Linked DNA regions of Anser cygnoides: region 2 is linked to region 1. A link is a contact called in public Hi-C data. All regions are on one chromosome and are shown on one strand. The core of a region is the stretch at or near the end of the contact, and the rest is flanking DNA. Distances in the headings are between cores, read along the strand shown. Region 1 holds the start of MPC2 (mitochondrial pyruvate carrier 2). Region 2 holds the start of RIOX2 (ribosomal oxygenase 2).

Evidence for each region. A called contact is a pair of places that touch in the nucleus more often than the background predicts.
Region 2: a Hi-C map of liver shows a contact between it and region 1, with 9 times the contacts expected there. The contact joins the promoter of RIOX2 here to the promoter of MPC2 in region 1. A contact is called at or near these places in 2 of 7 Hi-C or Micro-C datasets (both in liver).

Annotation. Positions count from the first base shown.
Region 1 is chr1:88,222,895-88,227,497 of Taihu_goose_T2T_genome, reverse strand. MPC2 (mitochondrial pyruvate carrier 2) reads left to right here and starts at 2,802. Exons shown (of 5, transcript XM_048071581.2): 1 at 2,802-3,023. The coding sequence starts at 2,918. It overlaps DCAF6 (DDB1 and CUL4 associated factor 6), which reads right to left and starts at 2,492. Exons shown (of 21, transcript XM_048071578.2): 1 at 2,229-2,492. The coding sequence starts at 2,322.
Region 2 is chr1:88,373,449-88,378,051 of Taihu_goose_T2T_genome, reverse strand. RIOX2 (ribosomal oxygenase 2) reads right to left here and starts at 2,297. Exons shown (of 10, transcript XM_048071635.2): 1 at 2,221-2,297.

The DNA of each region.
Region 1 (4,603 bases), core at 1,553-4,052:
TTCTTTCCTTAAATTTATAGACTTCAAACCTTTTCTAAATCTTACAAAACAGGATGAGAAAGCCATATTATTAGATATGCTTCCCTGACAAAAACTGCCCTAGAACATGAAAGTTTTCTTTATCAAGGTGGGAGGGAAACTCAGCAGACAGCATCACAACACTGTGTCTAACAAATTTAGAAAGCTCAAAAATGTCATACTGCAAGGAAAGATGATGATAGAAAACCATGCAAACAAGAGTACCAGAAGCTATGGAGAATTTACATTTTGAAACTCACTTTTATTGTACCAAGCACAATTCCTGACAATCATTCTGAAAACCTTGGACTTGATTACTCTCTGCAAACTATTTTAGACTAATGGAGTTTCTGTGGATAACCTACTATGCCAGTTAATTTAAAAAAAAAAAAAAAAGCCTTCAGTCTTCTTCACAGCTACACGGAGCCATCCTTAGCAGCACGACCCTTCACAGAAAAGCAAATAAAGCTGTCACATTAAATACTTCAAAGGAATTATGGATCCACTTCCTTCTTGCAATAAACCCAGGCTGCTACCCCTCTAGATAAATTATTACCATAGTTCATTTGTACGTGGGTCCTCATTTTGGCAACACCAAACCCTTCGCCTTCTATCAGAACCGATGTGTTCATTAGTCACGGAAACATTGCACAATGACAAAAAAACTGCAGCAAAGATTTTGGGATTCTGGGGAAACTAGCCCGTCTCTGAGTAATTACATTTGCCCTCCTAAATTCATTTGCCAGTTTCAAGGCAGAATTTAAGTTGGATACTAAGGTTTGCTGCCAATGTTTTTCACCATAAAAGCACTATGATGTTCAACTGGAAGTAGCAGGAAGCTCAGCTTCCACCCACGGCCCAGCAGCAGGATTCTTCCCACTAGCATTAGGCTAAGCCACTGCCCCAAGTGAATGAAAGCAGAGTGCTACTGACAGCCTCCTAGAGCAGCTTGGCTTTCTCTGGAGACTTCAAATACAAGCACTGTCTGAAATCGAGACTAATTAGCCCACAAATGCTGAGGAAAACATAGCTAACACAGATACACTGATAAGACCCACTTTTTCCTTCTGTCACCACATGGGGAAATCGCTCTTAAGGAATGATAACGATCCAAAGGACACGTCCCAGGCATGCACTTAGTGCCCAATCTGCACTAGACTTTCCTTTGGAACTTTGTCCTGAACTGACAAGGTTTCAGGGCAGTTATTTAGAGATCTTGCAAAACCAGACAGAGTTTTGCAAGGACATAAATTCCCGGAGTGAGCTATCTGCCTGGAAGGTACGACACGATGTGCAGATCGCTCTCGGAGCAGCTGTTTTTGAAGGCTAGAAGAGGCTATAAATAGAGTGCCACCTGATTGCCAGTCCACATGAAACTCAAACACAGAGCAAATAAGAAACGGCAGTGAGTTCTTAGGTGCATTTGTCCAATACCCGGGCACCTCCGGCATTCCCTGTATGTTATATTTTAGTATAAGAACATTACCCAGGTGGATGGGTCAGCATAGAGGTATCAGATGTGTGGCACACATCTGCCAACACACTCTGAAGTGCGTTGTTAGTGGTGTACTTGCTGTGAGAGCTCTCTTTTGCCTTGCTGGCTGCAAAAGAGCATACAGACGTATAACCTGCTTTATTTTGTACTGGTGCTCATGAGGGTTTTGACAAGTTTACCCCCCCCAAAAAAGGGGAAAAAAAGCACGGATGACGGCCAGGTGTCCTGATGCTACTGCTGAGAGCAAACAAAACGCTCGGCTTCCATTTGTTGTGGCGGCTGAGCCGGTGCAACAGGTAGCAACTTGCCTTCCAGCTCCGAGGAGCTGAGCGAGGCCCGACAGGCGGTGCCACCTGCCTGACTTCAGCCAGGTCCCAGAGGCGGAGGTCCGGGGGAGCCCCGCCAGCCGGAGCCCGGCCGGGCAGGGACCCGCCCGCCAGGCGGCACAACGCCCGGCCCGGCGCCCGGTGCGCGAGGGCCACCAACGCCATTTTGCCGGAGGAGGGCTGCGGGCGGCGGGCTGACCCCACAGCGCGGCTCCCGCCGCCCTCGGGTCAGGTCCCTCCCGGGCACGGGGCGCTCCCGCAGGGGGAACCCTCCCGGGGCGCCCTCCCGCGTCCCCGCCGCCATCTCGGGGGGCTCGCTGCCCCCCACCGACGGTTCCAACGGTTCCAACGGCCGCCCCCCCCCCCCTCTACCCGCCCCCCCCCCTTACCCAGGTAGTGCCTCCGCAGCAGGCCGGGCTCCTCCAGCCCCAGGCTCCGCTTCCTCACGTCCCACAGCAGGTGGGGGCAGCGGCCGCGGGACATGGCCCCCGCCGGGGGGGGGCTGCCGGGCGCTCCGCTGCCGCCGGCCGCCCCGCGCGATCACCATGGAAACCGGCCGGCCCTCGGCCCCCCCCGCCCCTCCCCGCCCCGCGGCTCCGAGAGGGAGAGGGAGAGACAGACGGAGAGAGGGGAGAGGGAGAGAGAGAGAGGGGCGGGGCCGGCCGCCGCTCCGAGCCACGCCCCCCGTGGGAAGCCACGCCCCCGCCGGTGAAGCTACGCCCCCAGGGAGCGCTGCCCCGCCCGGGAAGTGACGAGCGGGGTGAAGCCGCGCAGCGGGCGGCCATCTTGGGGTTGGGCTCCCGCCATCTTGGCGGGCCGCCATCTTTGAGGCGGGAGCGGGCCGGCGCTCTCGCCCTTCCCGCGGAAGGCCGGGACGACTCCTCCCGGCAGCGCGAGGCGGGCGGGGCGGCCGCAGCCAATCGCGCCGGGCCCCTCCCTCCGCCCCCCTATGGCTCCACCAATCAGCGCGGTCGTGGCCGGCGGTGGGCGGGGCGGCGGCCGACCCGGCGTGCTGTACCGAGCGGCTCGAGCGGCGCAACGGGAGCGGAGCGAGCGGCGGGCCCCCGCCGTGCACAAAATGGCGGCCGCCGCGGCGGGGCTGCGCGCCTCGTACCACCGCCTGCTCGACCGCATCGAGCTGGTGCTGCCGCCGCGCCTGCGGCCCTTCTACAACCACCCGGCGGGTAACGGCCCGAGGGGTCACCTTGGGAGCGGGGGGAGCGGGGACGGGGCTGGGGCTGGGGCTGGGGCTGGGGCTGCGCCGCTTTTAGGGACCTCCGCCCCGCAGGCTGGGGGTCGGCGGTGTGAGCCGGGGGGGCGCCGACCTTGGCCTGTCACCCCCCGGGGAAGCAGAGCGGGCCCAGCTTTAGGGACCGTGTACGTATATAGGCGTCTCGGTGAGAGCAGCAGCCGTGATCCGCACCGACGACTTCTGTAAGAGAAGCCACGGGACAAGCAGGTGTCAGAGCCGAACCCCTGCCGCTAGGTTTCAGCCCTGAATGCCTCGCAGGGGGGTCCTTGAGAAAGCCATGAGGCAGATGTCACGCCGACTGCAAACGCGCAGGTTAAAGATGAAAGGCTTGTGTTTCTCTTCGGGATAACCAGGTTTCTGCACTAATTTAGGACTGACTCCTCCAAGTGCCATTCTCATTAAATTATAAATCACTTGTAGCAAGTGAAGGACAATGCTTGCTTCTTTTCTGGCACAAAGAAAGCTTCCAGGAAAACACCTGGTCCTCTGAAAAGCTGTTTGTTTAGCTGACACCACACAGGCTGAGGTTGCTGGAGGACAGCAGAGGGCAAGGGGTACAGCACGCCAACTCCCTGGCTGCTGCAGAGCAGGGAACATTGCTCTTTGCAGCCCCAGAGGAGTGTGGGCTGAGCTTCCTCCCCTTTGGCCTCCTAAGTTCACTTTTCCCGATCAAACTAAACTCTCTGGAACAAAGACTTCTTACATTTATTATAACTTTTTTTTTTATAATTTATTTACACACATGATATCCTCTGGTAATGTCCTTGCTCCGATGTGCTGCTGTCAAATTCATCCTTGAAAATTTCTGTGTGTCAGGATCTAGGACAAGCTCGCGCTGCCTGGCAAATCTTGTTTACTGGCATGCCTCTGGGAGAGGTATCCCCCTGACAGCACTCAACAGTCCTCCCTCATAAAAGGCTTGGCTTGGCACCAACTGCTTCTGACTTTTGTAGTCCGTAGTTTTGAACTTTCAAGTTACCTAATGTTAATAAAAAATAACATCAGATGTCTTGAAAATCTTACTGCTTGTTTAGGGAATGTCGATTCGATCACTTGTACACCATCCCCCCAGTTCTCTGGTACTCCAAATTTGAACTTGTGCTTCAGAAGAAAATAGATGATAGCAATTAAATCTACTTTTGTGGAACCTCTGTAAGTTGGATTTATAAAGAGCTGTATTTGCAGCCTGATACAGAAATACTAAGTAGCTGCCTGAAAGAAAACAATGACTGAAATTTTCATCCTGGAAAAAAAATCCATGTGTAGGGAGAAACGTTCTGTTCTTAACGCAAAAAGTGATCTGCTAGTAGCTGTTAACTGCTGTTTTAAACTTGATCGCTGTCACGAGCCTCGTGGGTCTTAGAGGGCTTTATGCAAAGCTGCCAAGCCCATTTTTGTTGCAGTTGTGCTGCCCTTCTACAGGGCTTAGTTGGCTTTAAGGTTATGGAGCAACTGATATTCATAACAATAAGCCTTATCCTGCAAATTGCAAGTGGCTTCACGGGTGCTTGC
Region 2 (4,603 bases), core at 1,048-3,547, 150 kb before region 1:
AGCCACAGGTATGTGCCCCTGGCACAAGTATGACACACTGGAAGCACAAGCACCGGGTGGGCAATGAGACAGGATTGGTGTGAGGGATGAAGGAACACCAGGTTCGGTGGGGAGGGTGATACAGTTGGTGCGAGCAGTTACACCAGCCTCCAAAGACCCAGGAAACCCTCAAGCAGCCTCCAAAGACCTAGAAAAGCACCCTGTACGTGGATCACCTGCTGGAGGCCACAGCCCCTGGGAACATCGTGAAGTTATCATGCTGCAGGGCCCGGTGTTAGTCATCCTCAGCGCACGGCGACACTGGCCCACATCTGTCATGGTCTCTACACTGTGCTTTGGATGGCCAGCTCTGGCTAAACTAAGTCTACAGAAGGGAGGGAATATTTTTAGGGCCTTCTGCTGACGCTGTGCAATTACAGCAAAAACTAAAATTATAAGGTTCTGCTTCCATCTTTGTAAAGCTGTCAAACTTTGTGGTTTATGTAGAATGAAAAGTTTTTTTTTTTTCCCCAAATTGCACACATTTAATTTTAAAGTTGGAAGTCACTTAATTTGTGGGTTTTTTTGTTTGTTTGTTTTTTCCAGGTAGATAATATGTTCATATATCATTATGTAAAAAATAAAAAAGATAATTCACAAAGGGCTCATCTGCCAAGTTTTCAGGAAAGTTAAGGCAACAATCAAGTAACGGTAAGTCTAACACCATAGTACGTACAGACATACTTGCGTTAACTTTAGATCAGCACCAGCAGTTCATCCCGAGTGGCTCAAAGCCCCACGCAGAGGTGAAAGCCAGCCTGAGAAGCTGAGTTAAGCATCCTGACAGAGAGCCAGCACCAAGCCCTCCAGGACTGCAGCTTGCTTGCTCTGTCTGGGCTGGCTGAGCCCAGCTAACCCTGGGCTTGTCTGAGCAGGATTGTGAAACCAACACGCAAGGAGTTAAAACATGCTGCAGCTTTCATTTGGCAGTGAAAATGACAGCTTTACTCCCCAAAGTAAACGCTCTTATGCTTTTATTTACGCAGAATCCTTATCACAAAACAAACTCTAGTTCTGGTGTGTACGCACAGTGCGAAGTTCTCCTACACAGCTGCATGCGTCCTCACTGCCACACCAACTCCCTAGCAAAGTGTTTCATCAGCAGCTCCTGTGCCTCAGCAGTAACTGACAGTCACCGAAGTACAGCAAGAGGGAATGCTCATCACCACCGGACACTCCTCGCTGCAGCAAGCCACAGCCCTCAGCAAGAAGTGGGAATGCTCAAAAGGACTGAAGGTTAGCCCACGACTGCTAGCAACCTCTGACAATGCTGCAGGCATTGAGATTTTGCACTGACACCCCCAAAGCCGGCAACTCAAATCCAACCAAGACCAAACTGCCCGTTTTGTATCCCAGACCTAAATCCATCCTATCAGCCTCATGCTCACGCACAGCCTTCAACAGTTAAATCCCGGTAAGTACTGCTCACAGAACTGGGCTCCATTTACACAGCATGCTGTGCTGCCGTGTTTTATTGGCTTATTAGAACAAGCAAGAAAAACACAACAGAGCGCACCACTTCTTGCTTCAGACAGGAGTTATTCCACATCAGTATTTTCCCTGTCACACACCTGTTTATGCTTAAACTTACTGAGAGTTGAGCCCTGCTTCTGAGCGCAGGCCTGTAAAGCAGCCCTTACGCAGCACGGGGTGTGTGGGGGGGGGCTCTGGCAGAAACACTTGGTCACAGCTATTCTTAGGCCACACAGCCCTGCTGTTTCCCACCGCCGCGCTACCACATGTGGGTACCATTAAACTTTTTCCAGAAAGGAAAAAAAAAAAAACACGGAAAACCGTGCTGCAGGGCCAGCCGCGGACCCCAGCCAGCGCTCACACGTGCGGCCACGCCAAGGGGGGCAGCTACCAGCCGCGAGGGGCACCGCCTGCAGCACGCCCAGCGGGCAGCAGCCCCCGGGGGCCGCGGTCTGACGATCCCCGGAGCACCGGGGCGACTCCTGGCACCCCTCTACCCCCCGAGGGGGTCACCCACGCTGCCTCCTGCTCCTGCCCCGGCACCCAGCACCCCACGCTGCCTCCCACCCCGCAGCCGGGACAGGCAAAGACGCCGGGCTGCCCCGATGTCCCCCTGCTCCCCGGCGGGGCGGCTGCTGGACGGTCCCCCCCCGCCGCCATCAGCCGCCCCCCGCCGGCTCCGCTCCCCCCCCGGACCCCCGGGCTCACCCTCCCGAGCACGGGGCCGCTGCGCGGGGCGGGGCCGGAGGAGGTGCTCGGCGGCCGCCACAAAATGGCGGCTGGGGGGCGGTAAGGGATCGAATGGGAAGCCTCGGGGACAGCCCGTGTTGCCGAGCGTGATGGGTTAAAATAGCAAATACATCGCAAAACCTTGTGGTTCTTTGCGCGAAGTTTTACTGTGTATAATAACTAATTAATGGTCTGGGCTTTCGCTGCGTTGTTTTTTCCTGGACCTGAGTCTCCTTCTTGTGTCCCTCTGCTGAGGCCTTTGACTGACGGCGTGAAAACTTCTCGAAATATTTTTAGTTGCCTTTATTAAATATGTCTATTAATGGGTTAATTTTACGTTGGCTGCAAGATGTCAGAGAAATTGTTAGGTAGGTTTTGCTAAACTTGTGTTCTTGTGTACTGATCACCTGAAGAACAAAAAATAGAACTACCAGCAAAAGGTGAAATTTGGAAACCTGAGCAGCCTCTAAGTATGTGGCTAATATACGTGGAAAGTTGTATTGGGCACATGATAGTTCCTAGAAGGACTTCTCAAAGATAGATAACAGAGGAGACCGTGTCCTAGCAGCACTCCGGAGGGAGATGTTGCCTTAAGATAACAGAAATAATAGAGCATCCAAATATCACATTTACCTATCACATCTAAAATAGCAGCTCAGATTCCTGCCTTTTTAGAAAATTCTTCTGCAGTCCTGTTTCTTCTTGTGGTAGAAATAACTCCTGCTTCCATGGCGCTAATTGGGTCCCTTGGAATAAATGTTATGTGTTTCCATGGGGTTCCACATTCACTAATACATCCAAACTCCTATGTGCTGAATAGAGAGAATGGCAAAACATAATACATGGAAAAAGGGGATGGAAGGGAATAAAAGACAAACACTTTTCATCGTATTCTGTCCTTGCGTCTTTACCTCCTGGACCACTTTGGTCTCCAGATGACCAGGACATTGTTGCCATTCAGTCATGAAAAATACAGACCGATCAGCATGTGGATTTGTTACAAGGAGATAAATTTTGCCAGGGCTGAAACTAAAGCTATGTACATATGTATATGAATTACATAGGAAAATTTAAATTTCTCTCTCAAGCATTTTCTTTCATTGGACTGTCACTTTAGAAGAAAAAGAAGATATTCTCTGCTTTCTAATTCTGTCCTCTTATTAGTTCATCGTGACGTCACTCAGCATCCAGGACACTTGCAAAATGTATTAAATTGAGATCATTTTAGTGTAAACACTAATAGTTAGGATATTCAAAGGTGTAACTTTTTCTAGCCTTCTGAAAAACAGGTCACTGGCATGAAATTCTGCTTACTTCTTCCACAAAAATTATAAAGCTTTGAAGTGTGAAGTAGTTTTCCAGACTTAAATTTTGCAGCTTAATCACCTACATTAACACTTCCAGGATGTTTTCTTAATCCAGATGGGTGTACCAGCAGATGCTAAAAATAGGGAGGCCACATCCTGCGCTTCAGCTGGTCAAAGGAGCAATTACAAGCTGTTATTTCTGTTTTCCAAAAATCCACAAAGTATTATCAGCATAACTGCTTGAATACCACTAGGGTGAACACTCAAACAAATATGTATTTACATAAGTTTTAGTAAATGCTGTGGGAATTAAAACTCCCACATTTGACTAGCTGCAAAAACGGCCACAAATAACAGGAGTGGGAAATACTTGTGAATACTTTTGTAAAGACTCTCATGCTGGTTTGTCTAGACAAAATGACTAAAAGTATTTACTACCATACCCTTCCGGAAGGTGACACAAACTTCAAAAGAGGGTCATCTGAATTTTAGTCAGCTAATGCTCAGAAAGCCCTCTAAAAATAATGTATTTAAATACTGTTTTTTATTATTTTACAAGAAAGGATCTGTGAAGCATAATTGATCCTGGTATCATCCCTATCACTGCATTGAGAAGATAAAAGTCATAAGCTTTGCTGAAAAAAGTTTGCAGTAAGTTTCATCATCATAAGATGCAATCCTCGTCATTATCATAATAAAACTCGCTATATAGTGAATTTCTCATCACTTTCCATGATGAGAATACTTTGCCAATGGTTACATTCACACTTGCAAAATAAATACAGTTTTCTCCATCAAAGAAAACTAAACTGCTTTCAGGTACCTGTATAGGATGTGCTGGGAAAGTAAATGCAGGCATGAATCTCTTTGCCTATACGCTTCCATGTGTGGGTCAGTTTGCTGGCCAGTCTACACGGGACTTGGGCAGGCTAGACTGTAGAGCCCTTGCTGCTGCAGATCCTCTAAGATATTTAGAAGAGGGAATTGTTTTGGGTCAAGAAGCACTTGGGTACTTTTTCTGTCAGAGGCTGAAGATTTACTTTTGGATAAATACT